3 separate regions of the Sus scrofa genome follow, and all the other regions are linked to region 2. The links are chromatin contacts, called in public Hi-C and promoter capture Hi-C maps. All regions are on one chromosome and are shown on one strand. The core of a region is the stretch at or near the end of the contact, and the rest is flanking DNA. Distances in the headings are between cores, read along the strand shown.

Region 1 (3,579 bases), core at 1,079-3,578, 250 kb after region 2:
ATATTCTGTATTTAATTTAATTTAATTTAATTTTTTTGCCATACCTGTGGCATGAGGAAGTTCCCAGGCCAGGGACTGAGTTTGTGCCACAATTGTAACCAGAGTCACAGCAGTGACAACCCCAATCCTTAACCCACTGAGACACAAGGGAACTCTCTGGATTTTAAATGATAATGAGACATCCATTTAGAAAAACATTTTCAAAAATTTTTTAAAAATCTTTTTATAGGGCTGCACCCATGGCATAGGGAAGTTCCCAGGCTAAGGGTGGAATGGGAGCTGCAGTGCTGGCCTCTCCACAGCTCATGGAATCACTGGATCCTTAACCCACTGAGTGAGGCCAGGGATTTAACCTGTGTCCTCATGGATCCTAGTTGGGTTCATTACCAGTGAACCACCACTGGAACTCCCATTTCAACAAATATTGAGATATTTTAATAGAAAGGAGCTAGGAACATAAATATGAATTTAGATAAGATCCATGGAAAAGGAAGTTGAAGATAAGTATTGAGGATAATTTTCCAAGAGTATGAAATGAAGATCACAGGCTCAGACTGAACCTTAGAAAACAGAGTTTGAGTGGGTATAAGTAAGAACAAAATTTAGCAATGATAGAAAAGGAAAATGGGGGTTAGACCTATGGTATATCAGTCTTAATCCTGCATAATTTCTTGGGACATTCTTTTGATAGAGATCTAATTTCTTCTTATGTTTCCTAGATGTGTTAAGTGCTTACTAGATAGTGTCCTAATACTTTATGGGCATTATCTCATTTAGCATAGGAAGATAGCATTGAAGTAGGCTACAGAATCCGTAACTGCTAGCTTAAATTTAAATTATCATGCTTGCAGTTCTTCTTGAGGCTCAGTGGTAACGAACTCGACTAGAATCCATGAGGATGCTAGGTTCCATCCTTGGCCTCCCTCAGTGGGTTAAGGAGCTGGCGATGTGGTGAGCTGTGGTATAGGTCACAGTTGTGGCTCAGATCCTGTGTTGCTGTGGCTGGGGTGTAGGTGGGCAGCTGTAGCTCCCATTTAACCCCTAGCCTGGGAAATTTCCATATGCTGAGGGTTAGGCCCTAAAAAGGCAAAAAAAAAAAAAAAAAAAAAAATTCATGCTAAGTAACTGATTCTACATGTCATCTCCTCAGATAGCTGAAAGTTCTGTCTCCAGGTGTCTAATCACTTCTCATCCACTTAAAACAGTTCAAAACTCTAGATAAAACTATTTGTTCTCAAGATAATTTGATTTGATATATTTTCCCTAAAGCCAGGTGTCAAATGTCTTACTAACCTCAAGATAATAAATATTTATGGAGAATCCAATGCTTTACGACCATCGGGTTGGAGAAGAGTTACCAAAAAACGTAAGCAGGATGTAAACAAATGCTATTCCAACAGACAGTAAGGAGTAATTAGTTACATTGGGAAAGGTGGAAGTTCGGAAAAGTGTAGGGTTCTGGTTGGAGGAGTAGGTCCCCGGAGTTTATGTTGGGATAGAGAGGAAGAGGAAGAGTTTTGTTGGAGGAGGGATAGGAGTTAGGGGAAATCCAAAAGGTCACAGAGTAGAGGAGGGAATTCAAAGTACTTGCTGAGAAAGGCTCCCACAGCACCTTGTCTTTCTCATATTGAGGCACTTTCCAGTCTTACAACTACCTGCTGTGATGTCCTGTTTTGAACTCTAGAAAGAGGGCAGGGGTTCAGTACAGGTTTCACGGCATCCCCGGTACACAAGAAATAACTCATTAAATATTTACTGTGTGAGGAAATTTCACGAGGATGCCGGGCTGACCGACCCTACTTTTCCTACTCAAAGGCGGGTTACTTCTCCCATGAAAAGCAGGAGTCGGGGACAGACCCTGGGGCAGTTTCTTCTGAAACAGAAATCCCCCTTCCCCTTCCGTCTCGACTGGGTCAATCCACTTCTCTTACCAGTTACCCTGGAATCGGAGAACCAAACAGCTCGCCGCCCCCCAAACCACGCCCCGCAGCCCTCAACGATGACGTCACGCGCGGCGGGGGTAACCATGGAAACCTTCATTTCCCTCCCGAAATAGGCGGGCGAGAAAGCTCTCCCAAGGCCAACCCTAGTTCCACCTTTCCTTGGGATTCCTCTGAGGTCTCGGGTCCAGAGCGCCACGGGGCTGCTGCATTTCCGAAGGGAACATGATAGGGACTGGGTGTTTGGAGGGGACAAAGGGCCAGACACCTGGGTCCCCGGACCCGGACTCACCTCTCCCGCAGGGCTGGTTCCGATCGGACACTTCCGGTGGAAGGACGGCGCTGCACTGTCTCTCAAGGCTTCCTTCCACGGAGACTTTTGAGGCTGCGCAGTAGGAGACTGGCGGGTTTTGGACTGCGATTCCCAGAAGTCTTCGGGTTTCCTCAGGCGCTCGGACTCCATTTCCCGGGTATTTTCGTCCCGGTCTTAAAGTTCTCAGAGTTTTTTATGGTAGTAGTAAACTTTTCTCTACCGCTCCCATGTGGCCTCGTCCTTGACTTCAGTCTAAGGTGGTGAAATGGAAACCCATGCAGGGGGATGCAGTTCAGACTTCACTTTTGGACTCCAGGAGGCTTTTTTCCCTCGAACCCTTGATTTATCCTCCAACCCAGGTGGAACGCAGATATACACAGTAGGATTAACTGTAACGCCTGGCTCAAGACTTCTATTCATGACCCGAAAGTGTGAACATTCTCGAATCCGTTACCAAATCTTTAAGAACTAGAACATTGACAATAACTTAACCATTACTACAACTCCTTCTCTTGTCTCCCTCCGTATCTCCTATAATCTGAGGTAACCACTATTAAAAATTTTCTGTTCCCTTGTTAAAAAGATAGTTCTGTTTGGTATATACTTAAGGTCAAACAACATATGCTTTTAATTTTAGTTGTTTCTCACTAAAAGGCATCGTGTCATTGGTAATTGATATTTGCTTCTTTACACTCAGCAATTTGTTACCAAGATTTATCGAAATTGTTGAGTTAAAATTAACTTTCATTACTGTGTAACGTTGCAGTTGTGACTATAACATCGTGTTCATCCATTCTTCTAAAGACAGGCTGATACGCTGTTGTCTCTCTTCTGAACTAAAATAACCTGTTAAGTGAGGCCTCTGCTTCTACCTGTATCCTCCACAGTCCGGTCTCAATTAGAACATTTGGAGTGATACTGTTTTTGTTTTATAAATCAGAATATCATTTTTTTTCTTATGTGGATCTTCTACTATCATCTCATTTATTTATTTAACAATTCTTTTTAATTGAGATATAGTTGATGTGCAATATTATATAGGTTTCGAGTGTACAACATAGTTATTCACAATTTTAAAGGTTGTACTCCATTTACAATATTGGCTGTATTCCCTGTGCTGAACCATATATACTTGTAGCTTATTTATTTATTTTTGGCCACGTTGTAGGCATGCGGAAGGACTGGAGCTTGTATCACAGCAGTGACCCAAGCCACAGCAGTGACAACACCGAATCCTTAACCCTCTAGGTCATGAAGGAATTCCATCTTATTTATTTTACATACAGTAGTTTGGACCTCTTAATCCTCTTCTCATAACTGGCCCCT
Region 2 (3,473 bases), core at 564-3,063:
CATAAACTTCTAAAATTTATATGGAAAGGCAAATGATCTAGAATAACCAATTTTTTTTTTTTTTTTGTCTTTTTGTCTTTTTGGCTATTTCTTGGGCCACTCCCACGGCATATGGAGGTTCCCAGGCTAGGGGTGGAATCAGAGCTGCAGCCACCGACCTACGCCAGAGCCACAGCAATGCGGGATCCGAGCCGAGTCTGCAACCTACACCACAGCTCACGGCAACGCCGGATCGTTAAGCCACTGAGCAAGGCCAGGGATCGAACCCGCAATCACACGGTTCCTAGTTGGATTCGTTAACCACTGTGCCACGACGGGAACTTCTAGAATAACTAAATTTAGTAAAAGAAAAAAATGGGAGGAATCGCTATGCCTGATGTTAAGGCTTTACTGCAGTGGTCAAGAGTGTGGTATTGTGGACATATAGTTCAATGGAACAGGTTAGAGAACTTGTAAGTAGATCCACACAAAAATGCCTAACTGGTTCGTCACAAAGGTACAGAAGCAACTGGATGGAGGAGGAGTAGCCTTTCCAGAAAACGGTGCTGGTGCAATTGGACATCCATAGGCAAGAAAAAAAAACAAAAACCAAAAGCAATTCAGGAGTTCCCGTAGTGGCGCAGTGGTTAACGAATCCGACTAGGAACCATGAGGTTGCGGGTTCGGTCCCTGCCCTTGCTCAGTGGGTTAATGATCCGGCATTGCCGTGAGCTGAGGTGTAGGTTGCAGACGCGGCTCGGATCCTGCGTTGCTGTGGCTCTGGCGTAGGCCAGTGGCTACAGCTCCGATTCAACCCCTAGCCTGGGAACCTCCATATGCCGCGGGAGCGGCCCAAGAAATAGCAAAAAAAGACTAAAATAAAATAAAAACAATTCAGCTGAACCACAATTATTTTTCTAACTTTCATGTTTACCATATTTGTAAGACTTTAATTTTGTTCATACGTGATTTTCCATTCTAAATCTCCGTTTTTATACTTATGCTTCACCCAAATTATATATACTAGGTATTGCACTATGTATATTTGTCCTTTAAGCTTAGTGTAAGGGTCAAGACCTATTTCCCTAAAGGAAACCCTTGGCTCAAAGAATGCATTCAAAAAGAATTTGTTGGAGTTCCTGCTGTGCCGCAGTGGATTAAGAATCCTACTGCAGCATTTCAGGTCATTAAGGAGGTGTGGGTTGATTCCCAGCCCAGCATTGCCAAAGCTGAGACAAAGGTTGCAGATTCAATCCCTAGCCTGAACTTCCATATGCCACAGGTGCAGACTTTAAAAGGAAAAAAAAAGTTAATTTTTTTAAATTAATGGATTTTTAAAAATGCAACTTAACATATATTATCTAGCCCGTTCTCTTCATTACTATGGCTACTACCTGGATTAAGATCCTTACTGTATCTACCCTGGATTCTTGCAGTTTTCCCCTAACTGGTCAACCGGCCTGTAATTTCAAATCCTTGCTGTCTACCCTTCATACTGCTACCTTGGTAACATTTCTAAGGGCAAATCTGATTTTATCTGCCCAAGAATAGTAATTACTGGCATATGTTCCCTTTTCCAGCCATCGTGATCTACCCAGTTTTCTGGATAACTCCTAGAGTTTACTGTTCTGCTCTTTTTTTTTTTTTTTTTTTGGCTTCTCAGGGCTGCACCCGTGGCATATGGAGGTTCCCAGGCTAGGGGTCTAATCGGAGCCACAGCTGCTGGTGTACCTCACAGCAACACAGGATCCAAGCCGCATCTGCGGCCTATATACCACATCTCATGGAAATGCCCGATCCTTAACCCACTGAGTGAGTCAGGGATCGAACCTGCAACCTCATGGTTCCTAGTTGGATTCGTTTCTGCTGCACCACTACAGGAACTCCTAATAACATTTATTTTATAAAATACCTTTTTACTATGGTCCAGGGACTGTCGTAATGGATTTACAAACATTTGCTTCATTTTACTTTATTTCATTTCACATACAAATCAGCTTTATGTAATTACCATTTTGTGTGCCCCTGTCTCCTTCTTGATTACGATTCCAGCAAATAGAGGTTGAGCGTTAAAAACATACACTAAACTACCATCTTTCCTTTGTGGTGTCAAAGGGCTCGGAGTTAGAGGAGAGCCTCAGGAAAGAATGGGCGCCAAGTACCATAACTAGAGTAACTGAAGCCCTTTCCGCCCCTAACGTTTTGTGTTGCTGTGTCCGTCTAACTCCCAGATGCTGGGAGCCACTCGACACAGAAATCTCGCTGCGTTTTCCCTCCTCGCCCCCATCAGCCTGGATTTCTGGCTTCGAGCTTTGAAACTAGGTAGTCACCGAGTGCAGTAACCTCCGGAGCTGCTAGGGGGTGCTAGCACGCTCCTAGCAAGAAAGGGCTGCTCCACTTCCGCGAAGAGGCTCCCAACGCTGACGCACTTCCGGCCTTTGTGGTTTATCGGCTGTACGTGCGCGGCAGTCCGCGCCGCGGATCTGAAGCTTCCCTGGACCCTGAAGGTAAGTCTCAGGCTCGTTGTTCCGACCCGCCCGACCCCAGAGACTGCAGGAGGCAGGGAGGGCATGTCTGCACGGGAGTGACCCCCGCCATTCTCTCGCCGTTGCCTGGTCACAGGGCTGAGGCCCCAGAGAAATAGAAGGAGGTCCCACCCCTGCCCCCCGCCAACGTCGTAGGAAAGACCCCTGGAAGGGGCGGAGCCTTGTAGCTGGACTGGATGAGGAGAGGAGGGTCTCGGTCCCTGTCAAAAGCCCAACTGCCTATATACCTATCGTATTATTTAACAAATGTTAACATTATACAGTATCACATCTAATTTTTCTTTATTTAAAAGTAAATTACAAGCATCATGACTTAGCACCCCTAAATAGTTTCATATGTGCATTTCTAAAAACTGAGGGCATTTTACGTACACAAATCATAACTCCAACACATCCAAATAAAGGTAAACGCATTTCCTAATATTACATAACACCTGCTTAATATTCAAATTTCCCCTCGTCCTACAAGTGTTTTTTTGCAATTGGTATGTACCAACTAGGATCCAGTTAAAGACCATTCGTTGCAAGTAGTTAGTCTCTTAACTTAAAACAGCCCTATCCTGGAGTTCCCGCTGTGGCGCAGTGAGTTACTTATCTGGCTTGTCTCTGTGAAGGAACGGCTGGCGCTGACGGTTAGTTGCTGCAGCTGGGTCGTAGGTCTGCGGGGTATGAAACTTACATATGGCCGCCGTGGGTGCAGCCAAAAAAGAAAAAAGTTCTATCTTTCCCCTCTCTTCGCATCTTATTGCCTGGCTGACTTGCTAGTCCTCCTGTAAAGTATCTCCATTTCTGGATTTGTCCGTTTCCTCATGGTATTTAAATTATTCCTCTTTTTTTTTTGGAATTTATGATTTTCATTATCTCTTCCTTATTTGCTAACATGCTGAAGCCAGTAGAAAAATGCTCTTTTATGCTCTTTCTGCCATGCCATTTTTTTTTTTTGTTACT
Region 3 (3,291 bases), core at 213-2,712, 140 kb after region 2:
CCACCCTTTCCCACCTTACAGGACTGCCTTAGCAAGAAGCTTGGTTCCCTGCTGAATGCTGGATTTTCCCACTGTTCTCTCAGAGCCTCCACATTTGAGAAAATTTTGCTCCCAGGTTCCCCACAATCACATCTGACTAGTCTTTTCCTATATATACATTTCTCTTTCGTTCCAGGTTCTCCAGCAAGGTCACTGCCTCCTCCCCACTCTCTGGATGATGTTCCTGCATCCAGGCCTGGAGCTCTGGAGGCAGAATGGACAGGAACTGCTCCAGCACCAGCAGGTCTAGTATCTGCTCCTTGGTATGTGTCTCTGGTCGGAGCCAGTGATGGCAGAGCTCCTGGAGCCGGCTCAGGGCCAGACGGGGTCCAGGAGAATCCTGGTAACAGAAGTGTCTAAACTGCTGCCTGAAGATCTCCCAGGTAGGAGGCTGGTTCCCTGGAAGGCTGAGACCCTGATTCCTGGGGTGGTCCTCCTCCAACTTCACTTTCGCCATCACAGGCCCCTGTTGACCCCATGGGGCTTGGAACAGAGGGCCAGCAAACTTTCTTGTGTCCACTGCCATCATGCCTGGCTTCTGTTGGAGCTTCAGCTGGAGGTTTCTGAGGGTGCCCTGGGGAATAAGAATGAAGTGATAAGGGGATACATGGCATTCACTTTGAAAAACCCACGCCAAGAAAGAAGATCTGAAACCAGGGTAACTAATCTTATTCATTCATTAAACCCACAAATATTTATTAGAAACTGTTCTAGGTGTCTGAAATGCATTAGTGAAGAAAGATCTCTGCTATCGTGGAATGTCCATTCCAGTTGCAGCAATCAACAGTTATGAAAAGTGTGCAGTGTGTTACGGAGATATGTAAAAATATAGAATTGCCGGCAATGCAGACTTGTTTATTGGCAGAAGACTCCTCCAAATCCATCATTAAATATGTTATTTATTTAGAGGCCCCTAGCTTAAAGCAAAAATTTCAGCTTATCACTTGCCAAGAGTTTTTTTTCATACTTGAATTCATAAGCCCAACCTGTGGGAATGGAAAAGGTACGAATCGTTTTTGTTCTAAAGTGGCAAAACGGAAAGCGAAATCCCACTTCGCTTCACACAACGTTGGCTGCGCAGGTCTCGTGAGAGCATCGGAGGCCGGTTCCCAAGAAGAGGATCCCCAATCCAGGCACAGGGTCCTGTCAAGGATCCCTTGCAGCCTTCAAGACAGACGCCTGCTCCCAGCCACACAGCCCCGAGCCTCTCGAGGAACCGAGCATCCCCCAGCCGGAACCAAGGCTGGTCCAGCTTCTCCGCGCACCTCAGCATCCCCTAGCAGGGCCGAACAGGACCGAAGCGTTCGGACGCAGGGGAACACTCACCCGCAAGGGGATCAGGAACAGTGTTCCCGGAAACGGACGCGGAGCGCGCGCTCCACTTCCGGCGTCTCCTGAAGGTCACGCCCCCCCAGCGCGCGCCCGCACCCTGTCTCTGCCCACTTGCTGGGGATGTCAGGGTGACCTCGCCCGGCCCTTTCCGTAGTTATTCAATTCGAGCGGTTCAGGAAAAAGGAGGTGGAAGCAGCAACGCTGCGGTGACCGGTAACCGTGAACCCAGTTTCTGGATCTCTGAAATTAACAAGAAGAGTTTCGGATTCTCCCCTCTCGTGAGCCCGGCAGAACCTCTTAACTGAATTAATGTATGGGAAGAGTGCTTAATGACAATAGATTAAAAAATGATTGGTAGGCCGTTGGCGATCAGCATCGTTAATCTGTTTGTCCCCCCTCTGCCCGTCTCCTGGATGCTTTCATACGTCCTAAAACCCACTGCCTCTCAGGAAGGAAAACCATAGCTAGACTTTAGGGTCTCGTGAATATATTGAAACAAAGAAGAAACACTGAGAAAACAGAGATGGTAAAGAAATAAGTAAGATATGGAAGCTGTTAAGGCGAAAAGCTTGGGCCAGAATGCAGTGAAATTTGAGAGAATGCATGATCCTAAGAGCAGAAGAGGATGGAGGTTTTACTGAGTAGGGTTGCAAGAGAGGACTCTAAGAGTAGGTGAGCTCACTGCTCAGAGGGAAGTTCCTTAGTGAGTTGCTGCTTTAGTCAGTCAGCATCACAGGATTGGGAATAATAAAGGGAGTGACACACAAAAAGGAGAGGCAGTCAGTCAGATGAATCAACATGTAAAGTGAGGTGCTGGAATTTTGACAAACCAGCCAGAACTTTAAAAAGTTGGCTCTGTCCCACTGTGTAGAGATCATGGGGCATCTGGAACAGATTCCTCCTGGCACAGGAAAGCAAGACTCAGAATATTGGTCCTATGGGAACAATGTCCCTCACTTTGGAGATTCTCTCTCTCTCTCTTTTTTTTTTTTTTTGCTTTTTTTTTTTAGGGCCACATTCGTGGTATATGGAGATTCCCAGGCTAAGGATCCAATTGGAGCTGCAGCTGCTGGCCTACCCCACAACCACAGCCACAGCCAGATCCGAGCCTCGTCTGGGACCTACACCACAGCTCACAGCAACGCTAGATCCTTAACCCACCAAGTGAGGCCAAGGATCGAACCCGAAACCTCATGGCTCCTAGTCAGATTTGTTTATGCTGCGCCATGATGGGAACTCCAGGAGTTTCTCTTGTGCTGAGGCAGACACTCCCTGCCCTTCACAGTGCAGGACTGACTGTCTTAATCTAGTTCTTTCTCAATTCCTTCTCCCTTTCTCTCAGTTCGTGATGCCTCAGAGAAAATTAAAAATCCCTTCACTTAGAAAGAGGAGGAAAGACACCAGCGATATTGAAGGGATTATTACTGAATGGAAAAGGAGAAACAAGCTATTTTGGAAGCACCTGGAATGAGCTTACTGGTCAAATCTTAGAAAGCCATGGTTGAAGATCCTGTTTCAAGGCAAACACCTAGAATGACACCAGGCAGCAACCATGGCTTTCTGAGACTGGCAAAGTGACCACTCCTCACATGTGTAGGAACAGGGGCTTTGGAACTCCAAACACAAGACCCTCAGTTCACAGAAGCCTGGGCACCCTGGAGGATGTGGAGAGCTGATGATATAGGGCAGATTCTGGAGCAAAACCAACCCTGCCTTGTAAACATTTCTTCCTTCACGTTTCTTCTCTTCCCCATCCACAGTGGCTAAACATCTGTCAAACTGTACTTACTAGAGATTACATATATTGTTTTAAATGAGTGAAATCAGATAGTAGAGGATAGTGGTTAACAGTTTATAATTTGGTGTCACCAATTCGGGTTCCTCTGCTGCTGTGTCCCCTTGAGCAAGTTGCTTATCTCT

What was found. Promoter capture Hi-C pulls out the DNA fragments that hold promoters and counts their contacts. A called contact is a pair of places that touch in the nucleus more often than the background predicts.
Region 1: a contact with region 2 is called in a promoter capture Hi-C map of liver, with 5 times the contacts expected there. The contact joins the promoter of ZNF165 here to the promoter of ZSCAN31 in region 2. A contact is called at or near these places in 1 of 5 promoter capture datasets (liver) and 2 of 47 Hi-C or Micro-C datasets (embryonic fibroblasts and skeletal muscle).
Region 3: a contact with region 2 is called in a Hi-C map of embryonic fibroblasts, with 2.4 times the contacts expected there. The contact joins the promoter of LOC100739480 here to the promoter of ZSCAN31 in region 2. A contact is called at or near these places in 4 of 47 Hi-C or Micro-C datasets (embryonic fibroblasts, heart right ventricle and liver) and 1 of 2 datasets of contacts at active chromatin or transcription factors (alveolar macrophages).

Annotation. Positions count from the first base shown.
Region 1 is chr7:21,934,901-21,938,479 of Sscrofa11.1, reverse strand. It overlaps ZNF165 (zinc finger protein 165), which reads right to left and starts at 2,328. Exons shown (of 4, transcript XM_005665673.3): 1 at 2,233-2,328.
Region 2 is chr7:22,180,124-22,183,596 of Sscrofa11.1, reverse strand. It overlaps ZSCAN31 (zinc finger and SCAN domain-containing protein 31), which reads left to right and starts at 1,813. Exons shown (of 4, transcript XM_005665677.3): 1 at 1,813-2,486.
Region 3 is chr7:22,044,050-22,047,340 of Sscrofa11.1, reverse strand. LOC100739480 (zinc finger protein 260-like) reads right to left here and starts at 1,462. Exons shown (of 4, transcript XM_013977522.2): 1 at 1,366-1,462; 2 at 158-613. The coding sequence starts at 568.